Regions from separate parts of the Mus musculus genome. Here all the other regions are linked to region 1. The links are chromatin contacts, called in public Hi-C, HiChIP or PLAC-seq and promoter capture Hi-C maps. All regions are on one chromosome and are shown on one strand. Each heading gives the region's core, a stretch centred on a gene start, on an enhancer-like site or on the middle of the called end of the contact. The rest is flanking DNA. Distances are from core to core; before and after follow the strand shown.

What was found. Promoter capture Hi-C pulls out the DNA fragments that hold promoters and counts their contacts. A called contact is a pair of places that touch in the nucleus more often than the background predicts. HiChIP or PLAC-seq counts read pairs in DNA pulled down with a chosen protein or histone mark.
Region 2: a contact with region 1 is called in an H3K4me3 HiChIP or PLAC-seq map of embryonic forebrain, with 3 times the contacts expected there. The contact joins the promoter of E130304I02Rik here to the promoter of Tshz3 in region 1. A contact is called at or near these places in 4 of 39 promoter capture datasets (3T3-L1-derived adipocytes, cranial neural crest, hippocampal neurons and 1 more), 3 of 484 Hi-C or Micro-C datasets (cerebral cortex and embryonic stem cells), 10 of 115 datasets of contacts at active chromatin or transcription factors (the SCID.adh cell line, differentiating embryonic stem cells, embryonic forebrain and 4 more) and 1 of 9 other capture datasets (adipose tissue).
Region 3: a promoter capture Hi-C map of liver shows a contact between it and region 1, with 2.3 times the contacts expected there. The contact joins the enhancer-like site here to the promoter of Tshz3 in region 1. A contact is called at or near these places in 4 of 39 promoter capture datasets (the 3T3-L1 cell line, cranial neural crest, hippocampal neurons and 1 more), 2 of 484 Hi-C or Micro-C datasets (cerebral cortex and cortical neurons) and 11 of 115 datasets of contacts at active chromatin or transcription factors (SST interneurons, astrocytes, differentiating embryonic stem cells and 8 more).
Region 4: a Hi-C map of cortical neurons shows a contact between it and region 1, with 2.4 times the contacts expected there. The contact joins the enhancer-like site here to the promoter of Tshz3 in region 1. A contact is called at or near these places in 8 of 39 promoter capture datasets (the 3T3-L1 cell line, cranial neural crest, frontonasal cranial neural crest and 4 more), 7 of 484 Hi-C or Micro-C datasets (cerebral cortex, cortical neurons, gonadal supporting cells and 2 more), 15 of 115 datasets of contacts at active chromatin or transcription factors (astrocytes, craniofacial prominence, differentiating embryonic stem cells and 11 more) and 1 of 9 other capture datasets (embryonic stem cells).
Region 5: a contact with region 1 is called in an H3K4me3 HiChIP or PLAC-seq map of neural tube, with 10 times the contacts expected there. The contact joins the enhancer-like site here to the promoter of Tshz3 in region 1. A contact is called at or near these places in 2 of 39 promoter capture datasets (the C10 cell line and hippocampal neurons), 12 of 115 datasets of contacts at active chromatin or transcription factors (astrocytes, craniofacial prominence, differentiating embryonic stem cells and 9 more) and 1 of 9 other capture datasets (embryonic stem cells).
Region 6: a Hi-C map of uterus shows a contact between it and region 1, with 3 times the contacts expected there. The contact joins the enhancer-like site here to the promoter of Tshz3 in region 1. A contact is called at or near these places in 4 of 39 promoter capture datasets (the 3T3-L1 cell line, cranial neural crest, frontonasal cranial neural crest and 1 more), 3 of 484 Hi-C or Micro-C datasets (all in uterus) and 7 of 115 datasets of contacts at active chromatin or transcription factors (craniofacial prominence, embryonic basal ganglia, embryonic forebrain and 4 more).
Region 7: a contact with region 1 is called in an H3K4me3 HiChIP or PLAC-seq map of forebrain, with 7 times the contacts expected there. The contact joins the enhancer-like site here to the promoter of Tshz3 in region 1. A contact is called at or near these places in 13 of 39 promoter capture datasets (the 3T3-L1 cell line, cranial neural crest, embryonic stem cells and 5 more), 1 of 15 datasets of contacts at CTCF or cohesin (stem cell-derived epiblast-like cells), 11 of 484 Hi-C or Micro-C datasets (embryonic fibroblasts, embryonic stem cells and nephron progenitors), 21 of 115 datasets of contacts at active chromatin or transcription factors (craniofacial prominence, embryonic basal ganglia, embryonic brain and 11 more) and 2 of 9 other capture datasets (embryonic stem cells and liver).

The regions. Positions count from the first base shown.
Region 1 is chr7:36,696,180-36,699,616 of GRCm38.p6, forward strand. It overlaps Tshz3 (teashirt zinc finger family member 3), which reads left to right and starts at 1,939. Exons shown (of 2, transcript NM_172298.3): 1 at 1,939-2,110. The coding sequence starts at 2,071. It overlaps Gm36722 (zinc finger X-linked protein ZXDB-like), which reads right to left and starts at 2,043. Exons shown (of 3, transcript XM_030243157.1): 1 at 1-2,043. The coding sequence starts at 1,931. The coding sequence ends at 684.
Region 2 is chr7:35,800,757-35,804,193 of GRCm38.p6, forward strand. It overlaps E130304I02Rik (RIKEN cDNA E130304I02 gene), which reads left to right and starts at 1,836. Exons shown (of 3, transcript NR_033567.1): 1 at 1,836-2,265. It overlaps Zfp507 (zinc finger protein 507), which reads right to left and starts at 2,233. Exons shown (of 7, transcript NM_177739.3): 1 at 2,078-2,233; 2 at 682-772.
Region 3 is chr7:35,835,545-35,838,981 of GRCm38.p6, forward strand. It overlaps E130304I02Rik (RIKEN cDNA E130304I02 gene), which reads left to right. Exons shown (of 3, transcript NR_033567.1): 3 at 2,344-2,530. Among named protein-coding and RNA genes, the nearest start is that of Zfp507, 34 kb to the left of the region's middle. Within about 2 kb of position 1,502, at least 20 of the 459 cell types and tissues checked have an H3K27ac peak or open chromatin away from gene starts, as enhancers often do. A contact at or near this core is called in cerebral cortex, cortical neurons and liver, where this site is marked.
Region 4 is chr7:35,878,650-35,882,086 of GRCm38.p6, forward strand. No RefSeq gene overlaps it. Among named protein-coding and RNA genes, the nearest start is that of Gm36234, 43 kb to the right of the region's middle. Within about 2 kb of position 1,517, at least 15 of the 459 cell types and tissues checked have an H3K27ac peak or open chromatin away from gene starts, as enhancers often do. A contact at or near this core is called in cerebral cortex and cortical neurons, where this site is marked.
Region 5 is chr7:35,947,186-35,950,622 of GRCm38.p6, forward strand. No RefSeq gene overlaps it. Among named protein-coding and RNA genes, the nearest start is that of Gm38990, 12 kb to the right of the region's middle. Within about 2 kb of position 1,771, at least 27 of the 459 cell types and tissues checked have an H3K27ac peak or open chromatin away from gene starts, as enhancers often do. A contact at or near this core is called in embryonic basal ganglia and neural tube, where this site is marked.
Region 6 is chr7:35,987,126-35,990,562 of GRCm38.p6, forward strand. No RefSeq gene overlaps it. Among named protein-coding and RNA genes, the nearest start is that of Gm38990, 28 kb to the left of the region's middle. Within about 2 kb of position 1,561, at least 18 of the 459 cell types and tissues checked have an H3K27ac peak or open chromatin away from gene starts, as enhancers often do. A contact at or near this core is called in uterus, where this site is marked.
Region 7 is chr7:37,360,164-37,363,600 of GRCm38.p6, forward strand. It overlaps a transcript of Zfp536 not described here. Among named protein-coding and RNA genes, the nearest start is that of Gm30483, 34 kb to the left of the region's middle. Within about 2 kb of position 1,783, at least 70 of the 459 cell types and tissues checked have an H3K27ac peak or open chromatin away from gene starts, as enhancers often do. A contact at or near this core is called in embryonic fibroblasts, embryonic forebrain, forebrain and 3 more, where this site is marked.

The DNA.
Region 1 (3,437 bases), core at 689-3,188:
AGCGGAGACTTTTGATCTTACCGGTAGGGTGAGATCTTGGTCTCCTGGTCTATAAGAAAAAGAAAGCACGCTGTGAACTTTTAAAACAAACTTGAAAAACCAACCACAAAGAAAGCATGAAAAAGAGACAGGGCTGAATAAGAGGGAAGAGAAGAATAAGTTTAAAATAAGAGGAAGAAGAAGAAAAAAAGAAGCAAGAAAGGAAGGCCAGGGTTTGCAGCTCCCAGTGCGCTCAGGCAGCTAGTCCTGGGGCGCAGGGTGCCGGCCCTCGGGTAGACTGTGGGCCTCGGGGCTCACGTGGGTTTCAGGGTCCCAGCCGGAGCACCCAGATATAGTGCTGCTCCCGGGAGCTGGGGGCCCAGAGGCCACCCCAGCCACCGCCGCCCAGAGCCCGCTGCGCCGCGGCCGCCCCATTCCCGGCCTAAGAGCTGGCCCAGGGAGACGCAATCGAGCCCGCAGCGCATCGATGCGCCGCCGCCCGCGCCTCTCAAGCTCTGGCTGGCGCTCAGCCGCCACCGCTCGAGGGTCGCCCGCGTGAATTCCAGCCCACCCGCGCCCTCACCACCAGAGTAAGTGAGCCCACGTCGCCCTGTCGCCACCGCAGCCTTCCAGCCGCCTCCTTCCCGGGGCACATCGGCCGAGTCTGCCCGGAGCCTCTGCGACCCCAATCACTCAATCAATAATCAATCCCCTTCGTCCAGAACTGCCCCTAAGCTGGGAGCGGCTGGGGCAGTACCCTGTCCAGGGCGCACCCCGGCGGGGGATGGGCAGGGGAACCCGAGTTTCTTCTCCCTCCCCCGTTCCCGCCTTGGCAACCTCCGACGCAGTGGGTGGGGGGCGCGGCCAGTAGCCCAAGGGGGCGAGACGCGGGGTGCTGAGACGGTGATCGTCCCAAAGTCAGTAAAGGAAACTTGGAGGTGCCCCCTCCCATGCTTACCCCCGAAACAAGCCTGGGAAAGTTTGTGGCGGGGGTGGGGTGGGGGAACGGAAGGAGGTAGCCACTGTAGGTCCCAGGAGGGAAGACCCAGAGCCCACACCCATGTCAGCCCGCACATCTTCTCTCCAGGGCACCCCCGGGGCCCTGGCATCTTTGATAGGGGTACCATCCCAACTAGGGGAGCGCTCTGGGGCTGCACGCGGCGGGTGGAGAGGAGTGTGGGCCGGGAGGGGCAGCCGGGAGCAGCCCGGGGTTGAGACCGGGTGGGGAAGAGGGATGGGCGGGGGCTGTGGGCGCCCCGGGACGCGCTCCGCAGGGCGGACCCCGCGCCTTTGCGAGAGCGCTCGGGGCGGAGACGGAGGGCCAGCTCCGGGTGTCTGGACTTGGGCGGGGGGCCCTGGGCAGGCGTCCGGGCCAGGACCCAGGCTGGGGGCGCCTCCGCGGGCAGGCGAGTGACACGATCATCTCCTTTTCCTTTAAGCTTGCCTGTTGCCGACGCCGCCGCTCCAGCCGCGCCGTGGGCAGAAGACTGGACCGCTGAGCCCCGGGCCGCGGCGGCGGCGGCTGCGCCCCCCCTCCACCCCCCCCCCCCCCATGCCTTGACCTCCCTGCCTGGGGGCGGGAAGCGGGGCAGGACCGACCGGGGTCGCTCCTGGGCTCCTCCTCTCATCTCTCTGCCCGCCTTCTCCTCCTTCACTCCCCGCCCCCCAGCCCCGAACCCCGCGCACCTCGTCTGGGGACGGGGCGGGGGGGGGGCAGGGCGACCGCTCCTCCCCGCCCCCTCCTCCTCGGGCCTCTGGAGCGATTTGTCAAACTTCCCATTCCGCCGGCAGCGCGGTCCTCCTCCTCCTCCTCCTCCTCCTCTGCCTCCTCCTCCCCCTCGCGCTCCTCCTTCCCCGCGCCTCCCTTGCCCGCCCTCCTTCCCTCCGCACGTTCGGGGATCGCGGCGGAGCGCAGCGAGGGGGGGACGCGGAGAGCCGGGGCGCAGCAGCATCCTGCGGGCGGCCGCTCTCCGGGGGGGAGGCTGCGAGCAGGCCCGCCTCGCCCCCCCCCCGCCGCCCCTCCCTCCCTCGGCTCAGCCCGGCAGCGGCGGCGGCGGCGGCGGCGGCGGTGGCAGTCGCGGGAGAAGCATCATGCCGAGGAGGAAGCAGCAGGCGCCCCGGCGCGCAGCAGGTACGAGCGGCTTCCCCTTCCTCCTCCGGTCCTCCTCCTCTTCCTCTGCTCGCGCCGCGCCTCTGGGCCGCCGGCCCCCGCGTTGCTCGCCGCACTCCTCGCCTCTCTCTCATTTTCTGTCTGTCTCTGCGGGCGCTGAGTAACTCCGGGAGCCCGGCTGGCTCGGGGCTCTCCTGCCCGGGTGCGCGCGCCCCCCAGTTGCCCCGCTATGTTCTTCGCTCGACCGGCTCGCACACCCTCCTGGGGACCACCGAGCCGGCTTAGGTCCCCGCCTCTGCCGATCCGGCTGCAGCGGGGAAGGCGCTCTCCAACCCGTGCCTTTTGGTGGGGGGCGGGCGGGGTCACCTGAGTTCTCTGGGACATCTTCCGCGTTGTCCCGGGCAGTACCCGGTGACTACCGGGACCAGAGCGAGCAAGAGTGAGCTAGCGGATCCCTCTGGCCACCTTACTGCTAATTCGATTGATTCTTCATTTATTGGGCCCAAACCCGGTACAGCGGTGGAAACCAGAGCGCACTGGGTCTGGGTATTGTCAGATGACTGTCAGGTCAGTGTTGGATGCTGACATTTCCTCCATTCCTGAATGTCTTCTTACCCCCTCCCTCTCTTTCCGCTGCTGCTCCCTACCCTTTTCTAGCACTTAGTTCTGGGACATATCTGAGTACTCCCCCCTCCCTCTCTTTTTCTGCCAGGAACGTCAACTCCTGTTAGGACTGAGCTGATTTTTTTTTTTTTTTCCTTCTGGAAAAGAGATTCATTGAAAACAAAACAAAACCCACACACATAACATTATTTTGCAATAATGTCGGTTGGGGGCACGTTGGCTGGAAGAAGGGTTTCTGGCCGGTTGCCACCCTTGATTTGATGACTGATTGATCGCCCGTCATGCCTGTGCCTTTGATCTATTCATTCCCAATAAACATCAATAAATCACTTGCAATAGTGAGGCCAAGCTCCGTGACGTCAGGAGGGCCCTGTCAGTGCAACTTCAGGGATTTGGGGCGGCTTGCCGAGAGAGGACCACATATGGACGTGATGTATTTTGATATGAATAACACTCAGACGTGCAGAGGCTCAGACGCTGCCTGAAGGGGAAGGTTGCTTAGGAGTCCTTTTCTTTAATCTTCTTTCTTCTCACTTCTCTTTTGATAAAAGAGGGGAGGGCTGAGCGAAGAAGGGTCACCGAGGTAATGTTCCACGTGCTGGTGGGATACAGGCTAGTGATGGTGCTATGCAGGCTGCTGCTGCTGGTGATTGCCATCAGACCAGCGGGGCTCCCACCTCAGCTGCACTCTGGCCTTCAGTCTCTTTACCAGGGTCACAGGGAA
Region 2 (3,437 bases), core at 586-3,085, 900 kb before region 1:
TGTGAAATGTGAGGGGAAAGCTGGATGAACTTTTAGAGATGGAATCACAAACTGCCTATTAAAAGTAACCTAAAAGCTAGTTTTACTTCACATCTTACAAAGGTCAGTTACAATTTATTTAAAATCTTCTCAGCTCAATGTAATAATAGCAACTGAGAGAAAAACTGGAGTATAAATACAGAAGTATACTGGTTTCATAGTATAGAGTGTCTTACCTGCACCTAGCCTGGGACAATATTTTGACTTTGCAGCTACAATTAAAACACAGTCGTAGCTAACATCAAGTAGTGTTCAGCTTCATTGTAATTTATGAAACACACATGCCAAACATAGCGCTGAAGACCACCTGTCCTGGAGCTGCAAACCCAGAATTAGGCCTGCGTCCATTTCCTGTAATATTCCTGTAATTCCTGGTGGCCAAGCCCTTCTTTGGACACAAAGTGTCAAGGAACACCTCTGAGGCTCACAGACGTGAAACAGTGCCTGGCTTCAGAACTCAAACCACGCTTTCCCTAGTATACCGATTTCCCTTTCCATGCTCAAGGTGAGCATGATCAAGTAACAGCACCGGATGGATGCTAGGCAGCAGCAAACAGCTTCGTTTGCTCAGAGTTCTGTGGGTCCAGTCACAGTGGTGGCGGTTTATAAATAAGGCATCTCAGTGAGATGTAAGTGACTTACCCAAGGTTACATGGCTGTTAGTGGCAGAGCCAGTGTCTTTCCAATCAATTTCTGAAACAGATAGTCTCCTGGATCGATATTCACAATCCAGCTGTGGCCAAGAAGGAAATAAACACCATCAAACACGTCTCTCCATTGGCGGGCGAAACACAGTAACTTATTTCGGCAGTGAAGAAACTTCCAATACTTAACATTGAAAAGAAATTTCGGAAAGCTGTTCATGCAATGTAATTGTGTGAGGCAAATTTACATAATTTACTTAACAAGTAGAGGATTTTGCAGAAGCTAAAACAAATCAGCCTGGAAAACTTCTAACAATTGTATATTTTAAACCTCCCCCTCCATGTAAGTAATTCACTCAGCAAACTACTGCTTTTACTGACATAATTTTCTAACCAATATGGAATAATAAATGACATATTGCTATTCTAACTTTAACCGAAATTACAGCCTAAGGGGTGATTATGTAAATTAGTCAAACACAGTGGGCAGAAGAGTACCATGAAAAGATGCGACAACGTGGCTTGACCTATATATTCTCCAAAGCAGTTTCCTGCCCTGGTCCTCCTTTTTTTTTTTGGCTACTGTTTTCCTATTGTTGCTTTAAAGTAGGCTTATTCGGTTCCCTTAGAAAGTAACTTAGCGATTACAGTTAAGTAAAATTAGTACACCGCTAGGGCATCCTCCGAGTTTCCAGAGTTACCATGGTAAAGGAATGAAGGGTCAAACTTTCTCTTTTTAATCAATATAGCAATCCATACACAGAATCAGACCAGTAGAGTAGAAAGTACAAACTCAGACAGAAAAGGGGGTAAATCCAGTAATTGCCTTGGGCCATGTAGACTGAAAGCAAATTCCTGTCCACTGTCAGCAACCTTTGGTGGGGGTGGCTGCCTGGACCTAATTAATCACCCAGGCCTCGGACTCCAAACAACGATCGGGATGCCCCAGGTCTGGAAAGGTGGGCACTTTCACCAATGGTCTCAGCGATCTCTGGAAAGATCAGTCAATCCCAGAGGATGTGTACGTGTGGGAGGCCACGATTGCTATTTTTCGTTTGCGCTGGCATTTCCTACACCACGCAGTGCTTAAAGGACGGGGGATTAAAGAAACTTAAGCTCCATCCTGGCTGGCCTAAGCGCTTTCACGTCTCCAGAAGGCAAAGGCGCTTCAGCGGGACCTGGGGAGCAACGGGACCCCCACCCCCAGCGGCACGGCGGGCCCGGGGTCTCCACAGGCCCGACAGAGGGACGACAGTACACACAGGGCCCTGGAGCTCAGGCTCGGGTGCGTGGCAGTGCCGCGGGCGTCACCGGCGAGGAGGAAGCGGGCGTCACCAGCGAGGCCGCACATGGCCGGCGGCGCTCAAGCGGAGGGGCGGCCCGGGGCGCGGTACCTGCGGTCGGGCGGCGGGCTGCTGCTCCTGCGAGCCTCCTTTGGCCGGCCGGGACCCCACCGTACCCTCGCCCTCGTCCGCCTCGCTCCCGACTCCTTTCCCTCTCTTTCCCCCTTTTTGCCCCTTCCTCGGCCGTGGCTCCAAGATGGCGGCGCCGAGACAGATCACGTGAGCGGCGAGCCGGTCAGGTGAGCCTGGAGGCGCGCGGCGTGGGCGGGGCTGTGGTGGGGTGGAGCCACCACAGACCACGCCCTCTGGCAGAAAGGGCCTTAAGGCTCTGGGCAGATGCTGTGGCCATCCAGGTCCTGTCAGAGCTGGTGTTGGTCTAGAACTCAGTTGATATCCACTGTGGCCTCAACCTGCTGGGGCATTCTTCATCCCCTCATTTACCCCATCGTTCTTTACATCCTTGTGCTTGTGAATCTGGCTGGACTTTTTTTTTTTTTTTTTTTTTTAAAGTTTATCGAGGGCTGGAGCGATGGCTGGAGTGATGGCTGGAGCGAGGGTTGGAGCGATGGCTCCGTGGTTGCTCTTATAGAGGACACAGGTTTGGTTTCCAGCACTCATACAGTGGCTCACAACCATGTGTAACTCCACTTCCAGGGACTCAGAAGCTCTGGCCTTCTTCTGACCTCCACAGACTCCAGACACACACATGGTGCTCAGGTATACAGATAAGTAAGCCATTCACACACACAAAATATTATCTACGTATTTATTTATTGTTATTTGTGGAGACTTGTGGTCAGAGGAGAATTTTCAGGAGTCTGTTCTTTCCTTCCATGGTATGGGTTCTGATATTGAACTCAAACCTTCAGACTTGGCAGCGAGTACCTTTACCCATTGAACCACATACCTCCTAGATAAATGCTCTTCCACTGAGCTATTGAGTTTCCTGAAACAACTCATCCTGGCTTCTAATTCCTTATGTAGTTAGCCCAGGCAGACATTTGAAGTTGTGAACCTCCTGCCTCAGCCCTCCAGGGTAGCTTGGGAGAGTAGATGTGTCTCCACCATACCAGGCTCTAATTGGAGCTATTATTTTTTTCAGGCATCGTATGCTGAAAAATGTAGAGGTCCTAACCGTATGTCTGATGAGAGGCAGTGCTGGCTCTGGGTCAAAAATACTTTCTTTTTTTTTTTTATGTTTAAAATTTAAAAAAGCATTTATTGATTCGTGTGTGGAAGACAGAGGACAATTTTCTGGAGTTGGTTCACTTTTTCTCCCGTGTAGGTCCCAAGGGTTGAACTCGGGTTGCAGCTTTGATAGAAAGTTCTTTTACCAACTGAACCTTCTTGCGGTCCTTGAAAGATTTTTCAGGAGTTGTAAGGTCTGACTTGGTGAGCTTGCGGTAATAAC
Region 3 (3,437 bases), core at 252-2,751, 860 kb before region 1:
CTACCATCTATCTGCTTGCCTATCTCTCTATAATCTAGCTACCTATCAATGGATCTATCATACCCATCAATTGATCTACCAACCAGTCATCTGTCCATTATTTTGTGTGTATGTGTGTGTGTGTGTGTGTGTGTGTGTGTGTGTATCACAGGATCTCAAAAAAAAAAAAAAAAGCTAACCTTGAACTCACTGTGTAGCCCAGGCTGATCCTGAACTCACTATGCATCCAAGCTAGCTTTGAACTGGAGATCTTCCTGCCTCAGATTCCTTAGTGCTAGAATTAAAAATGCATGCCACTATGCAGAGCAAAGGAATTTTAAAATGTTCCATCTCCCCTCTCTCCATGTTCTTCTAAAGTTGGATTGTTTCTATGTAGCCCAGGCTGGCCTTGAATTTGTGATCTTGCCTTCCAGACCTGGGAGCACCATGTTTGGCTTGGCCTCTTCTTTTTAACATGGATGACACAGATTCTTTGGGACCTGGTTCTTCCAGTGCTGTCCCTTGTTAAGGTTTAACCACACTCAATGGAGAAGGAGTCAGGTATGAAAACACAATTCCTATGGGAGGGGAAGTGCTTGCTTTGGGGTCTTATACACCCAAGCGTCATCTCTTCCCATGCTGCTTCACTGCTTTGTCATAGGTGCTGATCCCAGGACACACCCTCAGGTCCTGGAGTGAATGCTCAGATCCTAGAAAGCAGGCTGAGATCCTGGGATGCATGCTCACGTCCTGGGGTGCAGGCTCAGATCCCGGAGGCATGTAACCCAAGATCCAGGTGATTTTTCATGGTTGCAAGATTCCCAGACATTCACCAAAGCCTTGGTGACTTGATTAGACATCAGATCTCCAGAGAGCCTGTGGGATGAATTGCCTGAAGTAGGCACAACAGAGCCCCAGGGAGACAGTGGCAGTCCTGATTGGTCTGTTCCTTTGCACACTGTCACAGTTTCTGGCAACTTGATACAAACCTAGCTATACCTGGGAAGAGGGAACTTGGATTGAGGAATCGCCCCCATTACATTGGCCTGTGGACACATCTGTACAGGATTTGTTTGTTTGGTTTTGTTAATGATTGATTGTGCTGGTGGGTTTTGGCTATATGAAAAAGGTGGATGACAGAGGCACGGGGAACAAGCCAGTATGCAGGGTTCCTTTATGATCTCTCAGTTCCTGCCTCCAGCTTCCCACCTTGATTCCCTGCCTCCGTTTTCTTTGATAGTGGACTGTAACTGGGAAGTCAAACACTCCCCTTTCTCCCAGGCTTGGGTTTAGGTCAATGTTTATCCCAGGAACAGTGAAGCAAACTGGGACACAGGCCTCGCATCATTTAAAGGTAAAGAGTTGACGGTGAAGACGGACGTGTGACGGCTGTGTGTGTTGGCATGTGTATTTGTGGACGACGTGTGGCTGAAACGTGTGTTGACAATGTTGGAACGGAACAGACTCTGAAGCAACAGCATTGATCTGAGTGTTTGTGCCGCTGAGGCGAGGGAGGAAGTGGCTATTGCTGGGCTTCCAGCCAGTTCTGCTGTCCCGGGTTCACACTCCCCGACAGCCTGTGAAGGCAGCGCTTATGGTAGGGATCACGCGTCTCTGTGCTGGGGCTCAGTCTGTGAGGAATCGGAGGCCTCGATGAGTTGCTGGAGTCCTCCTGGCACATCTCTGAGCTGAGGGATGCTGCCAGATCACTACTTCCCAGACGAATGTGCGAGCGAGCGAGCGCTCGAAGTCAACCCAGAAGATCTTAAAAAAAAAAAAAAAAAAAAAAACCGAGGCAAATCTCGAGGGAATAAGGAAGATGCTTTCTTTGTGAATTATTATTATTTTGCCTTCTGGAAGCTACCAGAAAATTTCCACTTGGACTAAACCTGCTACGGTGCCCTGCTCTGTCTAGTGCACTTTCCTGAGGTATGGGGTTTGTGTGTTGAGATGCTACCAGGGACAGAAGAAGGGGCGAAAGCCCAGAGTACCCACTGGCTGGTGGGCCTTAGGAATGCCATTCATTTATTCTGTTCCAAACCCACCAGGAGCACAATTACCATCACATTAATACCCAGAAAGACCAAGGCTAGTATTTATAGCTCAAAATAAACAGTATAAAATCCCAGCATCTTATGATCTTTAAATGAAACCGAGGCAGATAATTTATGGTCTTAAGTGACTGTGTGAAGATGCAGAACCCAGCGGAGACTCGGGAGGCTGTGGGGTGTTTCTCAGAAACCTTCGGCATCCACTGCAAGTTTATTAAGTGCGGGAACCAGACAGCACGTCTGCCTATCGTGGATATTTGATTATCAGCTTTTTACTTTCCTCCACTTGACCCAATGCAATATTTTCTTACAGAGCTGCGGCACCGGGAGATTCTGACGGGATCCCACAGGGAGAAGCACAATTAAGAATCTCATGCAACAGAGCATCCCTTTGTCCTTGTGATTAGCGCAAGTGAGGCCATTCACCCTGGGCAGAATAGTGCTGATGCAGGTTCTCTGGAGTTTGGCTTTTTATGTGCATAGAACCATATTTGCAGATTAAAAAAAAAAGCCAAACAAACAAACAAACAAAAAAACCCCTTGTCTCCTCACAAGCTGTGGTATTTTATTACCTCAGCAGTATGAACAGTAAGGCATTGACTTTAGGATAACAACGATTGTTTTAGCAGCAATCTGTTCTGGTGGATACTCTTAGAATATTTCATACGTATCAGTTTTTTTTTTATAAATAAAAACCTTTAAGGCTACGTCTACCTAATTCCCAAACATATTCTCATTTCAGTAGAAAAGTTTAAAAGAGAAAAAAAGCAATTAATGAGCCACCTCATGGTGTATAGATAGAAATATCTAGATAATCACACTCGTGTTTGATTTGGCTTGATTGATTAATTAATTAAACATTTATTGAGCCCAGGCCGTGCTAGCGGCTGCTTTGCCGAGTCTGATAGTCAGGGACCTGAAAGGTAATTTGCAAACGTTGGTCCTTCCTGCAAAGAGCACTGGGAGAGGCGATCATGATGAGCAATCACCCTCATCAGCAGAGGTGAGAAGGGCCTCTCTCTCACTTACTCCCGGCTTCACACTGGTTGCCCCTGAGGGTCACAGGCTGAGCGCTTGGTTCTGGTAGTACTGGGGCATCAGGTCTCTCCTTGTACCTGCAACGGGAAGACATAGAACATGGATGTGTGCATGCTCATGGATATTTATGTGTGCATACATGAAGACTGGGTAGACTCGGGCAGGGGGTGGAAGTCCCACTTCTATCATTGGGGGGATGTTGGTGGGTATCAAATTGTAAGATGCTCGCTTGTGCCCTCTGATGCGGTCATTCCACTTTCTGGGCATTATCTTAATGTAATCCAGTGTCCGTGATGCTAATATTTCTTATTTCATTGTTCATCCATCAGCTATCTAATGAGCTTCGGCTGCATTCCAGGGACTGTTCAG
Region 4 (3,437 bases), core at 267-2,766, 820 kb before region 1:
TAGACTTCTGTCCTGGCTGTCTTAGCCTCCTCTATAATCTATGTGACAGGAAAGCTTGACAGTAGGGGCCTCCGAGTGAGAGAACTAGGATTGCAGACAGATGGGGGATGGCCAGGCCTGAGGTCTGATGCCTATGGGATCCCGTGGGGAGGAAGATGTCCTCTGTCCTCACGGGCTGATGGGAAATGGAGATGGTTGGGCCCGCAGGAAAGTCTGGGCCTTTTATGGGTCATTTGGTTATTGCGCACACTTGGTAGGATGTATATTATTAGTGCGGAAGGAGTCGTGTAGATAAGAGGGTGGGCAGTGATGGTTTAGGGCTGGTGTTCACAGCACAGGCCAGGTGTGCTGGTGGAGTTTGTTACCTTGACACAGGCTAGAGTCATCTGGGAAGGGGATTTCAATGGAGAAAATGCCTCCATTGAATTGTTCTGGGGATGAGTTTGTTGAGAGGGCCCAGCTCACTGGAGGCGGTGGCACCCATGGCAGGTGGTTCTAGCTTGTATAAGGAAGCAGGATGAGCAAGCCACGGGGTGGGGGGTGAGGGGCAAGCCAGGACGAAGTACATCTCCATGGTCTCTGATTCAGTTCTCGTCTTAAGTTCCCTAAGCTGAAATAAATCCTTTCTTCCCCAAGTTGCTCTTGGTGTCTGTGTTTATCACAGCAATAGAAAGTATGTTTACATACCAGTGTGGCTTTCTGTGCGGCTTGTGCTGGGTCTTAGCATGTTCTGAGCTTGGCCTCTACTGTACAGATGAGGAAATGGAGCCACTCTTTCAGGGGTTGGACTCTCTCAAACCTGCATTCTCAGTAATACCTGCACTGCCTTGCTCTCTCAGGTGTGGCTGGGTGCTGGGCAGACTTAAGAGGGATCCGCTGGCTTGGATAGACCCCTTTAAGCCCCTATGTACTTCTGTGCCCAGGGCCCTGGGACTTGCGGTTTGGCTTCAATACAAAAATGTCAGAAGGGCATGTGCTGATCTACATTATGGGGACCTCGGAGCACATATTGTATCCCCTCAGCTGTGGACTGTCCATGCGCACGCACGGCACACACGCACACACACACACACACACACACACACACACACACACACACACACTCACATGCGCATAAGAAGCCTGTTGTTGGTAAGTGGAGAAGATGATTGGAGATAGTGGGGGAGAGGGAAACATCGGGGGTCCTGGCTCCAAGGTCTGAGCACTGGGGAGAGAGAACGCAAGGAAGAGAGAATCTTATGTTTCCGGCTCACTATGGGTGACATTGTTCCTCAGAGGCTGACCACAAGCACGCCCCTATGTGTGCTCCCACATGCTTATGCCCTTTGCATGACCACATGTGCATGGGGGACCTGGACTCAGCCCATGCTGCAGGTCAGCAGCCCCTCAAGGTTCCAAAGGTCCCCCATCTGTTCTGTAATGCTGATGTTTTGGCTGATGGCCCAGGCTTCCAGCCTCCTGCTGGACCTGGGGCTAGGACGCTGAACATCAACAACCACCAGAGGGCGCTGCGCTTCAGCCCACTGCCTGCTCTAGGCTGGGGAAAGGACTTTTAAAACTCCCAAGAATTACCTTAAAACCAGAGGGCGAAGAGCCCAACTTGTTTCTAGCCATTGCTTGATTCCTGTGGTTAATGAAAGGCCCTTTCCACTCTGCCCACAGCCCACGGACACCCCGAAGGGGCATAAAACTCGATAGATACTCACGGATATAAAATCCCCTCTAAAAAATCTTGGGTCTAAGCCTTTTTTTATGGCTCCGTATGGGAGTGTTCTTGGAAGGCTATTTTGGGAAATGAAATGGTCCATTTGTCCCCTTGTAAAGTTGAGCTGAGCCCTGGGAGCCCCTGCTCTCCTCCCGCACCCCTGTCCTCACCTTCTGCAGAGAGCTAGGACTAGCAGTATGGAAGCAGAGAGGTGTCAGGAACCCAGGGGTAGATGGGCAGTGGCAGAGGTACAGCAAGGTGATCGGGCGCTCTGAAGTCTGAGCTGGACACTGTGTCTGATGTCACACCCATTTAGGGACTAGCCCAGTAGGTACAACCACAGTGGGAAGATGCCAGGAAGTGCCCAATCTGGTGTGGGTGCTTGGTGTTTCAGCAGGTCACTCCTATACATATTGGCACCGGGGGCAGGCTCACAGGGACAGAGTGTGGTTCACTTGGGGGTCTAGTGGCCAGGCACAAGGTGGGAAATGGAGATCACTCACAGACTGAAGTTGTGGGGCTCATTGTTATTTCAGCCTCCTTACACCAACTGTAGGAGACATATAGAAGACAGCTGGTGGAGCTGAACACAAGAAAAGGCAAATCAGTCGCGTATTTTTATTTTCTTGCAGAGCTAGGGATGGAACCCAGGGCTCTGGATATGTTAGACAGGTGATCTACCACTGAGCCATGGCCCCAGGCCCTCACTGGGGGATTCTAGGCAGATGCTCTACCACTGAGCCATACCCCTAACCCCTTACTGGGGAATTCTAGGCAGGGGCTCTACCACTGAGCCACACTCCCAGCCCCTCACCTGGGATTCTAGGCAGGGGCTCTACCACTGAACTACACACACTCAGCTCTTGAATGTTGGGGTTCAAAAGTACATTCATCTGCTAGTGTTACTGTAACTAAGTGCCACAGGCTGGGCAGCTTACATGACAGAAATGTACTTCCTCACTCCTCTGAGGCTGTGTGTCTAAGATTGAAGAGTTGACAGGGCTGCTTTTTTCTGAGACATCCCTCTGTAGCCACTGAGGGTTGACTTCTCTCTGTATCTTCACATCCTCTTCACCCCGTATGCTCACGTCCTGCTGTCTCCTCGTAAAGACACCAGGTCAATTGGGCTAGAGCCTACCCGAATGACCTCATTTTAACTCAACTACTTAAAAAAAAAAGGACCTTGTTTACAAATACAGTCACACTGGGTGATACTGGAGGCTAAGATCTCAACATACATTTTGGAGTGCATATGATAAAATTCAAAACCGAACAGAGGCAACTGCAGAAGACTTCCGAGACCAAGACACCTCCAAATAAGAGAAGATCTTTGCATTCTACATCTATCTCCCTGAAATTAGACCTCCCCTAGCAGGCAGATGAGGGAGGGAGAGTCCTGGGCAACTGCAGAGAGCTTAAGCACCCTTAGGGATCTGTTTGTTTCCTGCCTTTTTGAGATAAAGTCTCACTATGTTGACCAGGCTGGCCTTGGCACACAGAGGGCCTCTGTGCTGGCATTAAAGGTGTACACCACTGCATCTAACCTCTGCTGGTTTTCCATCTTCTGCCTTTCTCCCTCCTCACTTCCATTCCTCCTTTTCTTTCTGAGTAGATACCAGCCAAGCCCCTGGCTGAATAGAATATGTTGAGGACTTTATTGAGTCAGATCTGGTTTCTGGACCCTTAGTCCTATGCAGATTCCACCCTCTGAGGATTAAGTTGTGGTTTAGAT
Region 5 (3,437 bases), core at 521-3,020, 750 kb before region 1:
ATACATGATAATAAAAATGCCTAGTGCTGGGCTCCGTGGGTGGTACTCCTATCTAGAATTCCCCAGTGAGGAGCTGGGGGCGTGGCTCAGTGGCAGAACACCTGTCTAGTGTTCCCAGGATCCAAGAATCCATCCCCATCACTAGAGAAAAAACAAAATATTTTACATTTGGCCAGTGGAGTATTCTTGTATTTGCTTTTAAAGTTAATGCTATTCAAAAATTAAGAAGTGAAGCAATTTTCTGCAAGAATCCGGGTTTCTGAAGAATCAAGTTTTCACTGAAAACTCAGTGCTCCGTTACATGGCAGGTTTTATTTTTCACAGTGGCCATTTGAATGTAAGTGCAGTAGCCTGCCTCAGGGGATCATGCATTTAATGTAAGCCATAGTCCCCACCATTCCCTAGTGCCTCCAACACATGGCCATTGATGAATCAGACTTGTTCAGGTTAAGCCTTGGGCTGGAAGGCAGTGTCCATAGTTGCAGTGGGCGGTCCCTGCCTGTGTTTAAGCAATCTGCAAGTGGCAGATGAAGAAAAGGTGGTAAAGCCCAGTCTGGTCAGGGGAGGCAGCCCAGGGTTTGCAAGGAAACCTAGAGGGAGTTCGAGACCTCAGGGTTTGTAAAGTGAGGATCTGTGTTTACAAATCTTAAAGTGACAGTTTTCAACTTGGCATCTTTTGTGTTAATAAGTCAGCTGTGAACGCAGGGTTTCAGGAAGCAGACACCCTGTGTGTGTGTGTGTGTGTGTGTGTGTGTGTGTGTGTGTGTGTGGTGTAACATACCATGTGTGGTTTCTCAGAGTGGGGAAAATCTGTCAGCCTTTCTAATACTGAGTTCATTTTGACAACAGAGTTAAGATGTATTTTGAACACATGTGAATCTTGCCTGTTTTTTTTTTTTTTTTTTTAATTAAGGGGGAGGGCAGTATCAGAGTCTTGGGTCAGATAAAGGGGATACAAAGAGGTTTCACTGTGGGGTTCAGTTGTGGATCCAAACCTGGGGACATCTCTCAGCCACCTGGATGCTGAAGGTTCTTAGGCTAATGGCTAGGATTAATTTGGCTGGCAAGAGGGAGGGGCATCCTCAGGGGATACCTGTTTTGGGTATGGCGCTTTCCCGAATCAGGGCTCACAAAGCCAAATATTTCACCTCCCGTGACAGACTCCACATGAATGGGGAAGCCATTTGGGTTTGGTCAGAGTTGTCTGTAGAATGGAGTCAGTTCTTGAGCCTGCTCTTCCAAACATTCAAATTCAAGACAAGCAATTAAACACAGAAGCAAGGGCGATCTGGAGTTTGCAGAGCAAGCCCTCAGCAGTGCTGGCCGGCTCTCCCTGTAATTTATCTCGATTCTGTCGGGGGTGGGGTGGTGGCCAGACCGGATTTTGATAAAGAGCCTCGGATCTGTCCCTCTCCAGCTCTCGGGACTTGCTGCGCACTCCATTCAGGCTAAAGCACGTGCAGTCCCTTGCATAATTCGGAGTTAATCATTTGTACTTCACAGCCTCAGAGAGGCCCTAGACTCGGGAGGTGGGGACACAGTTGGCTTTTTAATCGCCTTGTGTATTGTGCAGGTTGAGATAAATGACATCGCCTGTCTGAAATCTACATCCTTGCTTCTGATGCAAAACTGTAATTAATTTTGTGCAGTGTTTCAGAATTGATCGTGGTCACTTGAATTTCTAATTTTTCATTCACTTCAAAGACCCTGTGGTTTGTTTTTTTTTTCCCCTCTCCCCACTCTCTCTCCCTTTTCCTTTAAGGAATGTGCTCCCAGTACCAGACCGCTCAAGTGACTGCACCACTAAATGACTCTCTTACGCCTCTTTTTCAATAAGGTGAAAGAGAGGTCAGGGCGCATGGCTCCTGTCTGCCTTTTAGCTCGATTCAGGTGTATTTTCTGACTTATAGGAAATACCATCAAAACTTATTAAATTATAACTCAGGAGTTTGGTGGTACTCGGGCATTGTAGGAAGCTCAAAAAGCTTCCTTCATGGGCCCTATTCAGTATAAGACAATTAAGCACAATTTAGGCAATAATTACCCTAATTAACTACACACTACCGTTTGTATTCAAGATTATGGCAACGTCGTATCCGTTCGCTTTTTAAATAATGACAAGGTTTCCTAATTCCTCTGTATTGATAGTTGTTGCACGCGATTCTTTGTTTGGTATATTTTACTGTAAAAATATTTGTCAGTGAAAGATTGAACAATACAAATGAATTTGATTACGCCATTGTCAAAAGCCCCATGTATCACGATCCCTTGTTCTTAATCACTACTGTAAACCTGCAGCCGGAGGGCATAGTTTTAATTTGGGTGTCTTACTAATGAAAAGAAAAAAATAATTGTTTTGCCAGGATTTAATAATAAGCAATAAAATCAGCCAACCACATTTTACCTCCACATTCAATCTCTTTTTTATTATAAAACATTTTTGTCCTTTTTTTTTTTTTTTTTTTTTTTAGATTACAGGCGTAGATACCGAACATTTTACTAATAAATATTTCAGTTTGCTTATGGAGGCTAATGCTGTCATCTGAATATGGAATTATATTTCTTTCATGCTTCATTATCATTTCATAGTAGTAATGACAGAGAGGCAATGGAATATTTACAGGCTTTCCAGAGACATTTATTCACTACACTCCCTGAAGGGCACCTGGCCTTAAAGATACATTATCCTTTTTAAAGCTCTGCCCAGAATGCCAGTTCCCAGAATCAGCCAATCAGGATTCCCCAACTTCTGCCTGCATGTACCCTACCCATGGTGACAGATCTCTCCCCTACAACCTGCTCGTGGGCCTTCATACTGTAAGGTGTAGAGAAAAGTGGGGAACGACCCCTCTATGGCACGCTCAGTCTGTGAAATGGGCACAAGGCCTTTGACCTTGGGTCATGAATTTGGCTTGGTTGCAGTTTTCTCTGAGATACTGCTAATTTTCTAGATGTTTCACGAATCCCCAGAGCCATCTGTCCATAAGTCCATGCTGCTCTTGTCATAGGACATGGCTAACACGTGTGTCTTGGGGAGGAACCCAGAGCTGACCTGTGGGCACTGGAGTAGCTTGTTCTAGAAAACCTTTTGATAGGTGGGGGTGGGGTGACTAGGAAAGGCACCTAGGGAAGAGCTGAATTTCTTGTGGTCTTTAGGGAACAACAGGGTGTTTGCACAGGGTACCCTCTGAACAGGAGTTAGGTGAAAGGGAGGGGCGGAGACAGAAGACAGTGCCTAATTAGTCTGCATCCTATCTCAGGGGAACTCTCCCTGGCTCCCTCCAGTTGAACCCAGGCTTAACATTGTCGGACTTTCTGATTTTTTAAGAAAAACATACATTTTTTTCCCCTGGATTTTCTTGTGAAATCTGATTTTAAAATATTGGCAGTTGTTTCAAGTATATCAATAAGTATGTGAATTAAATTAGACAGTGGGC
Region 6 (3,437 bases), core at 311-2,810, 710 kb before region 1:
TTCCTGTAAGTAACCCTTTACCCACACTCCTGTAAGTAACCCCTCACCCAGACTGTAAGTAACCCCAGTAAAACTCATTTGGCTCACCCAGTTGGATTTAGTGCTAATCCTTGCTTCCATCTGTTGTAGATTTTCTGCTTGTGGTGGTTGGGGATAGACCTTTCTTTGCAGCTCTCCAGGAATTGTACCATACAACACTAGTACATTTAGACCTAAATGTCCCTTTATGAGGTGCTTTTTAACTTACTTCAATTGGATTCTCTATAACCTCTATGGCCATCTCATGACGCTCTGTTATCCTTCACAGTTTAAGGCACTGGGTGGATGCCTAACACTCCAGGGTTCACCAGATTTCTAAGTTCTCAAAGCTGGTTAGGTCTTTGCCCCAGGCTGGTGATAATGTAGCCTTGGAGAGACAGTACAAACAAGTAACCATAAAGCTTGGTTTCTAGTGTGGAGTGTTGATGTGATGGGACCTTTACCAGGTGGGACCTACTGGCAAGTAACTGGGTTGTGAAGCCTCCACTCTCAGGAATAGGTTACTTCTATCTCTCTAGACAAGTTTGTTATACAAACTCACACCTTGACCCTTTCTGCTCATGGCAACTTTCCACCTCCCTAACATATTGTGATGTAGTTTGGAGGCCTCCTGCGGGATGCTGGTATTATGTGCTCTTTGGAACTTTCAGTAGGTGGACTCATGAGCTAAATGAACCTCTTTATTTTGTAAGTTATCTAGACTTAGGCATTTTATCACAGCAACCAACACAAAAGAGCCAAGACAATGGCCTTGATATGTTATGTCAACTCATGGGAGGGGAAAGAAAGGGACTTTGCAAGGGTGGCTGAGGTGACTCTATGAGGAAGAAGTGAGAACATTCAGATAAACAAAGGTTAGACCAAGCACTTTGGGGTGGGAGAAGGGAAAAGGAAGGGAAAGAGGAAGCAGGAAATAGGATGGCCCTAGGTTGAATTCTAATGGCGGAAGTTCTGTTGCCCATGTGAAAAGTATGGGTGAGGGTAGAGAGGTGGACAGGGTCCTGTGTGTCCTTTCATGCCAGGTCTGGTTCCTGCACTGAGAGTGTCATGAGGACATACACCCTCTACATCTCCACCAGCACCGAACACTAGTTCCTAGCAGCTCTGCCCAGAATGGTTGTTGAATAAACACTCACGTGTTGAATGGCTCCACTCCTGTTGCTACTAATGAGATTAACTAGACCTCCCCCTCCTCCCTGGCTTTCAGGGCCTCCCTGTTTCCTGGTCATGTCAAAGAGAGCTTTGAGCTCAGCGTTGGCTGTAGGACCACCAATTTTGATGTAGGTTAGCCTGTGTTCCATGCACAACTCACTGACGTGTGTCTCTCTACATCTCTCAGGCGACCGTTGCCTCCACAATAAAAACTGCCCCCTTTAATTTTCAGTCACAGCCCTCGGAATCTTCTAGAAGCTCACTAATAATTTCTACAAAAGGCTCTTCCTGAGTCAGAACGGCTGTGTTTGTACTCCCTCCCCAGCGCTGCCAGCTGCCAGCAGCCTGGCTGGAGCTCTGCACAGGCCCTCCTTCTAGAGACTGACAAGAACGATGTGTGCATTTTTTTTTTTTTTTATTTCTTACATGCAATGGGATGTCTAGACAGGTCCATCTTTTCTGCATTTGATGTGGAATCTTTGCTAGGCACAGGGGACTCTAGAATCTAAAACAGCTTCAGCCGATGAGACCCCGCCAGAGAGGTCTGTGTCACAATGAGATCTTTATGCTGACGGGGTCTTTAATAACCCTGGGCCAGTCCAGCTTTTTTTTTTTTCCTCCCACATGAAATTAATTTATTGGCTGTATGGCTCAGACGTCATTTGGCTCTCGCTTCTGCTCACACGCCCTAGCCTCTTTTGGAAAAAGACATATTCTTCTTAAGAATGAGTGTCTTGTAATTAATTTGACTCTGTGGTTCCATCAGCTTCCATGAGGGTTGAGAAACTACCTCAGAGTCCCATATTCTTGTATGTGCCGTGGATGTGTGACATGGGACTTGAGAAAGGCTGGAAAGCTTGTGTGTGCATGTGTGTGTGTGTGTGTGTTTGTATGTGTGTGAATGCATGTGTATGGGTGTGCATGCGCGTGTGTTGAGCGTGTGCATGTGTGTTAACATTGACCCAGAAAAACACGGCTGGGAAAGAACCCTAAAGTTCCCACTGTTTTTGTGATTACCCAGATTGAACATCTAGCCAAGAGGAGGAGCCAAGAGACAGGTGCCCAGATTTGAACCCCTGTTCTGCCCTGTACCCATGTGACTTTGAATGTGTTAGTTTGTCGCTCTACAGCCTCTGTTTTCTTGCTTGCAAATGGGAGTCATAAAAATGCCATGGGCGGATGAAATAGGTCCATCTGTGTGCGACCCTGGCAGCAGCGCCTGGCAAGTGGTAGGCACTCTATAAATGTCAGCTGATGGGGTCATGGTGACCTCCCGTGGCTGTTCTCCTTGTGATGGGCTAATTGCCTTGTTTGGGGAGGAGGCCCTCCCGGTGCCCCATTCCGTTTGATTTAAAGGAGGCTACAGTTGATATTTACTTATGTTCCATCTGGCTCCCATACAAGTCCCCACAGGAGTCTCAGGACTGTGCCAACCAGACCCTCAATGAGTTTCCCACCAGCCTGTGTGGTCTGGCCTTCCTCCACGTGCCCACCATCCCTGCCTGCTTTGGAACCAGCCTTGTTTGTGTGTATGCGTACTCTTGCCTACCCGAAGTGTACATACCATGAATCTACACTCTCCCACTCTACCTTAATGTGGCCTGCTCCGGAAAAGACATCCCTTGGAAGACAGGGATGGTAAGCTACTATGTCTTCTAGAACCTTTTAGACCAGGAGGACCAGGCAGGGGCTTCTCCATGTCTGTTAAATGGAATAAGCTCTCCTTGTGTTATAGTTTGGATCTGAAACCTCTCCTTCCAGAGTACACATACTGAAGGCTTGGGGTCTTTGGGAGGTGATGGATCAAGGGCTCTGACCTCATCAGTGGGTTAATTTATGATGGGTTCATTGCCTATAGGACATGGAGAGCTGGTGAGAGGCCAGGAGGAGGAACCAGGCCACTAGGGGTGGGGGTGGGGTAGAGGTGAGGGTGGGGGTAGAGTGGGGTATTCTTGAAGGAGATATTATAAGTATTTCTGGGGCTGGTACAATGTACTAGACAAGAAAAAAAAGTATAAAACTTAATATATATGTGGTAAAATTATTTTTTTTTTTACTTAAAAACACAATAATTTCATTCTTAGAGAATGTCACACCTGCATAAAATGTGTTTTGATCAAATTCACTTCCCCTTCTCCTCTAGCTCCTCCCAACTCCACTTCATCCATTCCCCCCTGCCCCATTCAGTTTAGTGTCCTCTTCTTAAATTTTTATTTACTTATTTTTATAATCCACAAAGTTCAATT
Region 7 (3,437 bases), core at 533-3,032, 660 kb after region 1:
GCTTCTTGGTAACTGCAATTTTGCTGCTGTTATGAATTTTAATGTAAATATCTGTGTTTTCAGATAGTCTCTGGGAGATGGAGACCCACGGGTTGAGAACTGCTGCCCTGGAGTTTCCAGTGAGCAGGGGAAAAAAAAAAAAAAACCCAAAAAACATGGATTTCACTGCTGTGCAGATGCTGCCATCTACTGGTGGCACCATGTAAGTGCAGCTGGCTTTGACAGCATTCCCCAGGATAAAAAGCCATTGGGGGGTGAAGGTGGGAGGTGGGATGGGAGGGAATGGACATATGCAGCCCAGCGAGTCTGGGATATGAGCATAAACTCAGTCATAGAAGCCTGAGACACCAGAGAAGAAGCTAAGGTAGACGCTGAGGGCAGGGGAAGGGGTTCACACCTACAGCTAGGAGGGTCACCTGGGAGAAGAGTGAGCCGAGTGAGCAAATGCATATACGCACATCTAAAGCGTGTGTTCAGACAGGCACCATGTGTTCCTGGCCAACGATGTCTCCCGCCCCTCAGCTTCTTCACCTCAGACTAGTAGGTCGCAAAGTCCTTGTTGCTAATGGGGATCACGGGGTGCTTGTAGGGAGAACTTTGTGAGCAGGGGTGGCATAAAATCTTACTTGGTCCTTGGGCCCTGGTGTGAGGGACCGTTGCTCCAGATCGCTTTGAAACACTGGGCTCAGTGTCATCCCTTTCTGGGGACAAGCCACCTAGGCTGAATCAGTCAACGTTTGCAGGGACACTCCCAGAGACATCAGCAAGCCAGCAATGACCCTGCAGAACACCGCACCAGACAAGCTTCTCTTAGCCTCTTGGGCCATGTGTTTAAGCTGAGATGGGCTGCCTAGGTGGGCCCTGTCCTGCATAGACAGAGGGGCATAGCTATCCCCATAACAGCCCTGGAAACAAACAAACAAACACAACACAAAACAAAACCTCCCACAATTCCCATGTGGTAGCAAACACCTTTAATCCCAGGCAGAGGCAGGCGGAACTCTGAGTTTGAAGCCATTTTGCTCTGCAGAGCTAGCTCTAGGACAGCCAGAGCTACTAGCTGTTATTTTTAAATATTGCCCCACCTTAGCAAAAGGGGCTTGCTTACTTATCATCACTTTGGATCTTTTTCTCTTTTTAAAAGAATGTATATTAACTCCATAGGTGAGTGTGTTCTATTTCCCCCTTGACAGCTCTTTCACCCTTCCTTCTTATTCCTTGCTATTATCTATACCCCTTTTCTATTTTTCCTATACATTTTTGTTCTAGATTCCACATGAGAGCCAACATTGTATATTTATTTGTATCTGGCTTATTTCACTGACCATGACAACCTCTGACTTCATCCGCTTTCCTTCTGCAGGGAACGTGTTTCCATTTTCTCTTTATGACCGACTAACACTCTACTGTGTGTGTATCTCACGTGGTCTTTCCCTGTTCTCCTGTTGGTAGGCACCTAAGCTGGCCCCGTGCATCAGCTGCAGTGCAGCAATGGCCATAGGCTTTCAGACATCTCTGTCAAATACGGACTCTGATTCCTTTTGGATCCACACTCTTTTAAACCCACAGAACTTCCTATTGGCTGACTGGTTTTATTCTCAACTCGTAGGAGGTGCTAGTGTGCCCTATTTACAGGTGGATAAACAGAGGCCTGGGGTGCTGGCATGCAAAGCAGACAGGCCAAAGATCTGAGCTAGCAGCTGTGTTTCAGCCCCCAGCCTCCCTGGAGGGAGGCGGCCAGAGTACACATGGGATCAGAGATCTTTCTAGAAGAAAGGTTTCTTTGATAGCAGCTGCGCTGACTCCGTGGGGAGTAGACTGTGTTTAAAGGCCAGGACTCCCCTCCGCCCTCCCTACCCTCACAGATTCTTACCACTCCACTCCAATTAAAAACAAAGGAACAAAAATAACTGCGCCGGCAGTTACTGTACGCCGGGACTTCACAGGCACACACTCCCTTGTGGGTACACATTTGTTTCCTCCACTCCGGAGGGAAGACTCTGAGGTCCAGAGAAGTTGCTAAACTGCCCTGAGGTCATGCGGACCAGAAGAGTGGGTCCGGGATTTGGAGTCTGCACCCCGGGGAGCCTGTAAGCGGCACCAGCTCCGTCCACCCTTCCCTGTGGGTGCAGTCACATGATTAAAATGCCAAGACTTAGTTCCCCAATCAGAATTCAGGAGCCCGCCAAGGAGGTCAGGTCATTAGTGTTTATACAATCACCACGGAAGAATTAAGGGAGAGAGAGAGAGAGAGAGAGAGAGAGAGAGAGAGAGAGAGAGAGAGAGAGAGAACGACTCAGCACGCCTTCCTGCATACAGTTCTTTGAAACCTTCCTAAAATGAAATTAAAAGTTGGCCCTATGTGATTTATTTTTTCAATCTGAGAATCTAAACAAATGATCCCGCTTCTAGGTACATCTATCAAAGGATCTCTTCCACAGCTGGGGCCGGGGCGGTGCTGGGGCCGGGGGCCAGGGATGGGGGGTGGGGGTGGAGGGGGGTGCCGGGGCTGGGGGGTGGGGTGGGGGACTGCGGATGCTATTAGTGCTTCCAAGGCAGTTTCACCGCAGATTAAAGAAACCAGGGGTGTGGGCAGGGGGGGGGTGGTACTGGGGGGGGGATTGGCAGCCATAGTGAGCTGTATGCCTACTTGACCTAGGACGCAAACCTGTTGTACTTTCCAGAAGGGACCAGGGCACTATTTCCCTGTAACGTGCTTTTCATATGGAACTCTCCCTTCGCTGTAAAGATCTGTCTTTAATAGTGCTGTCCTAAAACGCAGCCTATTTTTCAATTCCCTGATCGCGGACATATAGATTTTTATAGTGTCTGCAAGCGAGCATTAACGTTAATCCTGCCTTGCCCCTTTGTGTTCCGTTAATGTCACAATCTGCTGTAAAGCCTTGCCAAGTTTCTTAACTGTCATGTTAATTCCTAGACCTAGTCTGCACTCTTTGACATTTCAGGACAGAACAAGGCAGTAAAAATAGATTAGAAACAGCTTAGAAGTATTACAAAAAACCTAGAACTTTACAGATGGTGGGATCAGGCCTGCTGCATGGAAATCTAGCAAGCCCGGACATAATAATATTAGGAGAGGCTATTTCTCTCTAAAGTAAATATTTAGAAGGGCCTTAGAACGCTGGCTAGGGCATGCGCACAGGCTGCTATGTTATGTCCCTTTAAGTAACTTACAGGGTGTTTAGGCACCATCCTGAGAATTTTAGGCTTCAAAGGTTTCTCTCTCTCTCTCTCTCTCTCTCTCTCTCTCTCTCTCTCTCTCTCTCTCACACACACACACACACACACACACACACATCAATAAAAGAATAGAGAGCAAGAGGTGGATTTTATTCATAATCAGTTCAAATATCACATGAACTATTGGTGTGTGTGTGTGTGTGTGTGTGTGTGTGTGTGTGTCTGACTGTATTTTC